Regions from separate parts of the Mus musculus genome. Here region 1 is linked to region 2. Evidence: chromatin contacts called from public HiCAR-type data. All regions are on one chromosome and are shown on one strand. Each heading gives the region's core, a stretch centred on a gene start, on an enhancer-like site or on the middle of the called end of the contact. The rest is flanking DNA. Distances are from core to core; before and after follow the strand shown. Region 1 overlaps Itpr2 (inositol 1,4,5-triphosphate receptor 2). Region 2 overlaps Rassf8 (Ras association (RalGDS/AF-6) domain family (N-terminal) member 8).

What was found. HiCAR-type assays count read pairs that join an accessible place to other places.
Region 1: a HiCAR-type map of astrocytes shows a contact between it and region 2, with 3 times the contacts expected there. The contact joins two enhancer-like sites. A contact is called at or near these places in 1 of 484 Hi-C or Micro-C datasets (bone marrow-derived macrophages) and 2 of 115 datasets of contacts at active chromatin or transcription factors (astrocytes and embryonic stem cells).

Annotation. Positions count from the first base shown.
Region 1 is chr6:146,355,979-146,359,838 of GRCm38.p6, forward strand. Itpr2 (inositol 1,4,5-triphosphate receptor 2) reads right to left here. Exons shown (of 57, transcript NM_019923.4): 22 at 3,316-3,509. Among named protein-coding and RNA genes, the nearest start is that of Gm35596, 140 kb to the left of the region's middle. Within about 2 kb of position 2,098, at least 28 of the 459 cell types and tissues checked have an H3K27ac peak or open chromatin away from gene starts, as enhancers often do. A contact at or near this core is called in astrocytes, where this site is marked.
Region 2 is chr6:145,792,153-145,795,678 of GRCm38.p6, forward strand. All of the region lies in intron 1 of Rassf8 (Ras association (RalGDS/AF-6) domain family (N-terminal) member 8), which reads left to right. Among named protein-coding and RNA genes, the nearest start is that of Gm15704, 46 kb to the left of the region's middle. Within about 2 kb of position 1,314, at least 58 of the 459 cell types and tissues checked have an H3K27ac peak or open chromatin away from gene starts, as enhancers often do. A contact at or near this core is called in astrocytes, where this site is marked.

The DNA of each region.
Region 1 (3,860 bases), core at 848-3,347, 560 kb after region 2:
ATCCCTTCTGTTTGTTTCCAGGGCCCTCCCCAGGCACCACCTCTTCTCTCAGTGCTCAGGCTTCTCTGTCCCGTGAGTGCTGTGCCGCACACAATGTCCCATTGTATCCTCCTGCTTGTTGAGAGTCCACGGAACCTTGATTCTCTTCTCTACCCATTGAGAGTAAGCTCTCAAGACACTGTGAGCACCCACAGCACACTCCTTTAATGATACTTATGATCCCATGGCCAGTACCTGGCTCGTGCTCTCTCTCTCTCTCTCTCTCTCTCTCTCTCTCTCTCTCTCTCTCTCTCTCCTCCATCCTTTCCTATCCCCTTCCTGACCTCTTTCTCTACATCCCTCCCCTCCCTCCCTGCCCCTCTCCATCCCCTCTCTCTCTCTCTCTCTCTCTCTCTCATATCTTCAACCTTTCCAACCCCCTTCCTGCCCTCTCCTTCTCTCTCTCTTCCTCCCTCCCCTCCCTCTTTCCCCTCTCATCTCCATCCTTTCCTACCCACTTTCTGTCCTCTTCCCTCCATCTCCACCATCCTCTTCTCCACACTTTAAAGGTCTTAATGCTTCACTAAGGAGGAAGCAAGCTCACGTCAGCTGCTCTTCGCTAAATTCATCCACATTGGTTTGCCAGGCAGAGGAAGATGGTAAGGTATACAAAAAGTGCCCGCAGGACTGGAAAGATGCTGCTCTTGCGGTATTTAAGTTGAATCCCAGCATCCTGTCAGATGCTGCACAACCACCTGTAACTCCAGCTCCAGGAAATCCAGTGCTGCCTTCTGGCCTCTGCAGGCATCTGCATTCATGTGCATAACCCCCCCACACACATGCACACACACACACATGCACACACACACACACATGCATACACACATGCATACACAAACACATGCACACATACACACATGCATACACACATGCATACACACATGCATACACACACACATGCATACACACACACATGCACACACACACATGCATACACACACACATGCATACACACACACATGCACACACACACATGCATACACACACACATGCATACAGAAATTAAAAATCCCTTTAATATAATATTTTCAGGAGGCCAGGTTGTAAATGTGGCTCTTGATGAATATAAAGTCCAGAGAGAAAAATAAACCCCACAGCAACTCTTCTATTAACCTGCTGTGAATACAACATATGCTGGATAGGGAGACTCCAGTGAATGGGGATTTATAGGGTGTAGGGAAGACCAACATTGGGAACCATTGACTAATAAAGAGCCTGGGGCTTGGTCCTGAAGCGGGAGAGTGGAGACAGAAGCCAGGCTATGGGTACTCAGTACACAGGGGATTTTAAAACTCAGATGCCCAAAGGAAGAAAAGAAGAATTCAACATGAGACACAAATGAAGCTCTCCCTTCTGCTGGAGATGAGAACTCACAGGATTTCGTTTTATGACCTTTGCTCCCCCTAATGTTCCTAATTATGAAGCTGCAGATACAGTGTAAGATATGGAGACAGATAACAAGATAGAGAAAAAGCCAGGCATGGTGGCTCACACCCATAATCCCAACATTCTCAGCACTGCGGGGCTGAGGCAGGAGAATTCTCATGGGTTCAAGACCAGCCTAAATGAAGTCTGGGCCAGCCCACAAAACAAATGTGTCTTAGCAAAATAAAAATAAAATTTAAAATGTGTAAATGCAGAGAAAGAGAGAGAATAAGGTCAGAGGGAAGAACAAGACAATGTTCACTGAAAAACGTATTTTATTTAAATGGGGTAAAGAGGGGCAGCTCCTGAGGAGGAAGAGCTGGCAGAAAGCAGTCAGTGTAGCTCCAGGGGTTGTTGGAGAGTTGCTCTGAGAGTCTGTGAAAAAGGAGATCTTGCCTGAAGTCAGGCAAGGAGGCTCAGGGGACACTCTCCAAGTGCTGGATGGCAGCTAAAGTGAGCAGAGTGTGGCTGCAGCACACAGCATCTCCTCAGGGTTACTGTGAGAGGCACTGGTGTTGAAGATGAGGCCACATGTCAGAGGTCATCCACTGGCGGGGGATGGAGGGGGCTGGGACCCCACAGACAGACAGGAAACAACACTGAACTGAGCCCAGAGGTCCCTTTCTCAGCTTCAGGGTAAGCTGAACATGACATGAATTTTCAAGGCCATGAACACAGAGTAGGAAAGGCTGCCAACATTTCTCAGGACATGGCCTTTGGAAACCCTGGAGGAACTGGGAAATGTGTTATGACTATAAATCTAATTACTTTGAATGAGAAATGCACGGAGCCTTCCAGGACTGCTGACCTGCTTCTGAGAGCTCAGTCTATGCTCGGTGATGACGAAAGATTTGGGAAACTGTTCACATCTTAAAACAATCTTGAAAGCTACAGGCTCCATTCCCAACTCTAGAAGAAATGCTATCACAAAGGTACCATGAGCCTGTTTCCCAGACTCACCCCAAAGCGAAAATGCTAGAAACATAGCCTCTGTGAGGAGGGGTCTGATGCATGAAATAACAGCTCATTAAATTGATAAGGCTAAGTATTAAACTTGGCTAATGTGCAAAAAACCAAAAAAGCATCCCCAGCCCCTTAGAAACAAAGTAATTACGTAAAGTAATAAGTCAGCAATTAGTATGTTTGGTAAATAATGATTGGGTGGCAAGGGTCTTGTTATGTTGCTCAGGCTGGCCTTGAACTCATAGAAATCCTCCTGCCTCAGCCTTCTGGGTGCTAAAATTATAGGAGTATATCAGTGTGTCTGCCATAAAATTTTTGAGTTTCCTGTGACAACAAGAAATCTGGATATGTGGAACACACAAATATGTTTCAAGCAATTAAACACAGAAAAGTGGTTAGGATATCATCATTAACTGTGCCTGCCTTAAAATCCTTCTTAAATGTTAAAAATATTCCATCTCAGTCAAAACCAGCTGATAATAAACACACAGGAAAGCTATGTTAGCACCTCAAAGCCCTCCATGATTGCTAGATACCATTAGTGTAGTTGCTGGGACAAAACAACGGGGTAGGTGTGCACAGCAGCATCAATGTGAGATTGTCAGCTGTTACTCACCTAAAAGTAATAATAAAATAAAGGCAACAGCCTTCCAGAATAAAGAGAGACCAGTGACAATTCAGAATCATATCACACCGATAGCATTTCAACATAGTTACACAGCAAAACCAGGTATCATGCCTAACACCTGGATTCTCAGCACTCAGAAAGCTGAGGCAGGAGGCTAGCCACAAATTACACAGAGACATATACACACACGTGTGCACACACATGTACAGATACACAGACATACACACACACACAGTGACAGAGAACAATGCTGGACATACCTGTAAAATCTCGATAACCTTCAGCTTGGTGTCCATCACTGTCACATCCTCCTGCTCGCCGGGGCTCGCCTGCTTGCTGGGGTGGACGATGGGCTGTGCGTCGGGCACACTCACTGGGAAGATGGAGCCTCTGCTGAGCACCATCTGTGTCATCATCTCTCCCACTCCGTGGATGGTCCTCATGACATTGTTGCCTGGCACAAGAAGAGGACTCAGTCAACACAGACAAGGCATGGGTGACCACAGCATCAGCAGGGCTTGCTCATTATCTAATGAGGACTTGACTGCAGCCTTCACACCCCTACATGTAACTCGTCGTTGCATTTTGGGGATTTCTATGTTGCTATTCATTAATGTACAAGCTAGGGCATATCGGCGCAATGGGCATTGGGAGTTACAGTGTTATAGAATGGTTTGACAAATGAGAAGAAATGTTTTTTGTCTCTAAGATACAGCAAATTACTAGTGGAGAATCAAAGACTGTGACCAAGTCCCTGTAAGCAAATTAAGACGGTTATTTTTTTTCTCTCTCTCTTTTATAAAAT
Region 2 (3,526 bases), core at 64-2,563:
AAGTGGAGGCTGGGGAGGACCAGACAGATGGGAGAAGGCATAGGAGGAGGGATGAGCAGTCAGGACAGGAGAGCACAGAGGAGAGGCCAGAACATTGATGCTGTGGGGTCATCCCAAGAGGAAGATACTTCAGGAAACGTGAGGGAAGGGCACACAGGAGGCACAGCCTGCAGCACACAGTTCTTGGTGACACTGTCAGCTGTGTTATCTGAGGAGAGATGGAGATAAATTATGAGGCAGAACTGTCAATGGGAATTGTGTGTTTAAAGTGTTCGTGCTGCACTCTGCTCCATTCCCCAAGTCAGCAATGATTTTATTTCCTCAAAGCCTCTCCTACTTTCTGGATGTTTTCAGTGAACATACTTTACTTTTGCAGTAGAGGAAGTTGTTTTAGGAATCCAAGGTTACACTGATGTGCAATACCCTTGTCAATGTCCCGGATACAATACTCCAAACAGGGCTTCATGAAGAAACGGCTCGCTCTCTATCACACTCCTTCTTTATGTTTTTGTGGTGAAACAAGGAACTGTTGTCAGGGTTAAACCCCTTGCTAACCAAGGCGTCTTTCCTGAATTGTTCCTTGTCATCGAGAAGCACTGTAGATCGTCCTTGAGCTTCCTGCTTGCAGCCAGATCTAGGCCTCCCCTGAAACAGTGCAGTAGACTTGTCTCACCCTTCGTAAGATGGGTGGGATATTTGGCTGAAGGCGCAGTGATAGACTAAGCTGGCTTTTGTTTTGCTTTGGTTTGGTTTTGAGATGGGGTTTAGCTATTCAACTCAGGCTGCTTTCAGAAATGTGAATTGTCTCAGCTTACATCCCACACTCCTGTGCTCTGAATCACACCACCAGTGCCCACCAGTGCCCACCAGTGCCCACCAGTGCCCACCAGTGCAGGCTCTTCCTTCTATTTGGTTTCATATATGTGGAGCCCTGAAGCAGCCCTGGCTACTTTACACTTCTATGAAGCAATATTAAACATCACTGCAGTCTTTAGCTGAGGAATGCCTGGGAGTGGCCATATTTATACAGTAAGAACTCTGGATAGCCCTTCCAACTCTGCCTTACATCTTACTAGCTTGGCAGCTATTCCACAGATCTCTATTGCCAGGAAAGTATTCCACAGCCTCTCCTCTGCCCTCAGTGATGGACTTAAGTCTGTTAGTCTCTGGTGCTGGTTCCTGTCTTCTGCTCTCTGCTGCCTGCGGTAAGGGGTGGGGAGATCTACCCTCACATCTTTCATTCCTCTAACCAGCGGCTGGGAGAGCCTTGCCAGTGTTGTCTTGCATCTTTCTAATAGGGAAGAGTGACCTCTGGTGGCTAAAACCATAAGCCCCAAAGTAACAAAAAAGCTCAGGTCACCTCTGCTTAATGTCCCCTCACTTCAGACTGTGTCAGGCACACATTCCACATCCGTGAATGTCTCTGGCTACATGTTTACCGGCTGTATCTCTTGTTACTACCACACATGCCCTGCATGCATAGTCAGCCTTAACTCCAGACCCCAGGTAGTATTCAGCTGGCACTCCTGTTTAGTGATAAATCCTTAAACCTCAATAACTTAACATGTTTGTTGGTTTGTTTGTTTTACCTGTTGACTAGAGAGCTACACTGTCTGATTCATACTCTAGCTGCAGCCTGTCTGCCCCAGCTGTCTGGCAGGTACCGGGCGGCATCCTCAGCTTGGTTGGTGTGCCATTAATGCAGCCTGGTTGTCTGGCAGTTGTGGGCTCACATCAGTCTTTCAATGTCTAATTTCTTGTGGCTCACTTTTTAAATGAGCGGTGTTAGTAACTTACAAGGAGGCCCAGACTGCTGAAAACAGAGATGAAAATAAATTCAAGTAGCAACAAAGTAAAGGGCAGCATTGCCTGTGGGTTACAGATTATCCTATAGAATGTGTGAATGGCTCATCCTTTTGTGAGAATGAAGGTCAGTGGTATGGGTGGTTTATACTTAATGTTAAAATCATTCTTAGTTTTTCCCTGTGATTAAAAGATTGTCTTATTCAAAAGATGAGAAAAACATCTTTGATTAAAAGCCATGGGGTCTAAGACATTTCTGTGGAAATATATATCCACATTGTTTCCATTTCACAGTCCTAGAGGGGGACTCAGGGCCCACATGCTTACACTTTATTTCTGTTTTAAGAAAGCTCTAGCAGGGTTCAGGAACTGGCTTTTAAAATTTACCTGTCTAGGTAAGATACAGCATTGGGTGTTTTTCACACACAGATTGTCTGTGCAGACTGCAACTCTCATGGAACAGTACTGACCCCATCGCAAAATTCCAGGCTGTCATTGAGAAACAGAAACTCCCATGGTAGCTGCTTGCAATAGAAAAGCATCATTTGAGTGAGAAATATTTCTTTTAAAAGCTAGTGGTGATTCTGAATTTGAATTTTCTCTAAAATTCAGTTCCAGTAGGTAAGTAGCTCTGGAGTTGAGCCTGGAACAAAACCTCAAGAATGCATTTCCTCCTCATGAAGCATGGGTGGTTATCAGGATCAGCTGTGTATTATAAAATACAACCCATAATACCACAAAAAGGTGGTCATCCCAGATGCCAGGACATACTTACTATGTTACTGGACCATTAGCCACTCCTCTGATACCTAAGACATAGTAACTTCCTAAGTGTGTTTTCAGTATTTTAATAGTGTTTTGTAGAAATACAGTATTTCAGTGCCCTTTTGTAACCTAAAGAGAGAGACTGCAGTTTCCAGTGCCGCCAGAAGGGGCGCCAGTCTTCTGCTACTGGAGTTAGAGGCAGTGTGAGACACAGCGCATGGGTGCTGGGAACCAAAGGATTCTCTGAAGAGCAGCAAGTACCCTTAACCATGGAGCCATGTCTCCAGCTCCTACGAGTGTCTGTATTAAGGTTCAGTGCTACAGAAGTGATCTGTAAGGTGCCAGGATGAGAGAGCGGCAGTGTCAGATACATTGCAGAGGCAACAGCAGCTATAGTTATGTACAGGTAATGCAATTTAGAACCTTGTTGTTGCCAGGAAGGATGGTCAGAGGTGTTGTAAACTAAAAGACAGCCTGCAGGTGCCTACCCAGTGGGAATGAGAGGTCAGATCTGGGAAAACTTCAGTAAGTACAGAGTACTTCACTTCAGCAGCAGCCGCAAGCCTGCGTTCAAAAGGTTTCCGACTTCTTGAAGCATTCTTACTCAGCAATGTCGAGAAACCCTGGGCATGTGCTTTGGGACCTTCACCTGCCTTACGTGCCTTCCTCTATTATGGGCCTCGTGTGTGTAATCACATGCAAGTGGTTTTTAGTGAGACATCTTTCTGTGTTTAATTTAAATACCTTGCTCCTGTGTGAGCAGCCTTGGGAAATTTGTGATGGAGCCTTCTCATGTCATGGGAAAAGAGTGACCAATAGTTTTAGGATACTTGGACATTTTATATGTGGAAACCGTCTAGATGAAGTTTCCACTCCATTGCTTCTTTGCAGTGCCCTTCTTCTGACACAATATCTGGCTCTATCAGTCTCAGCATCCCTTGTGATGGTGTGCTCATTG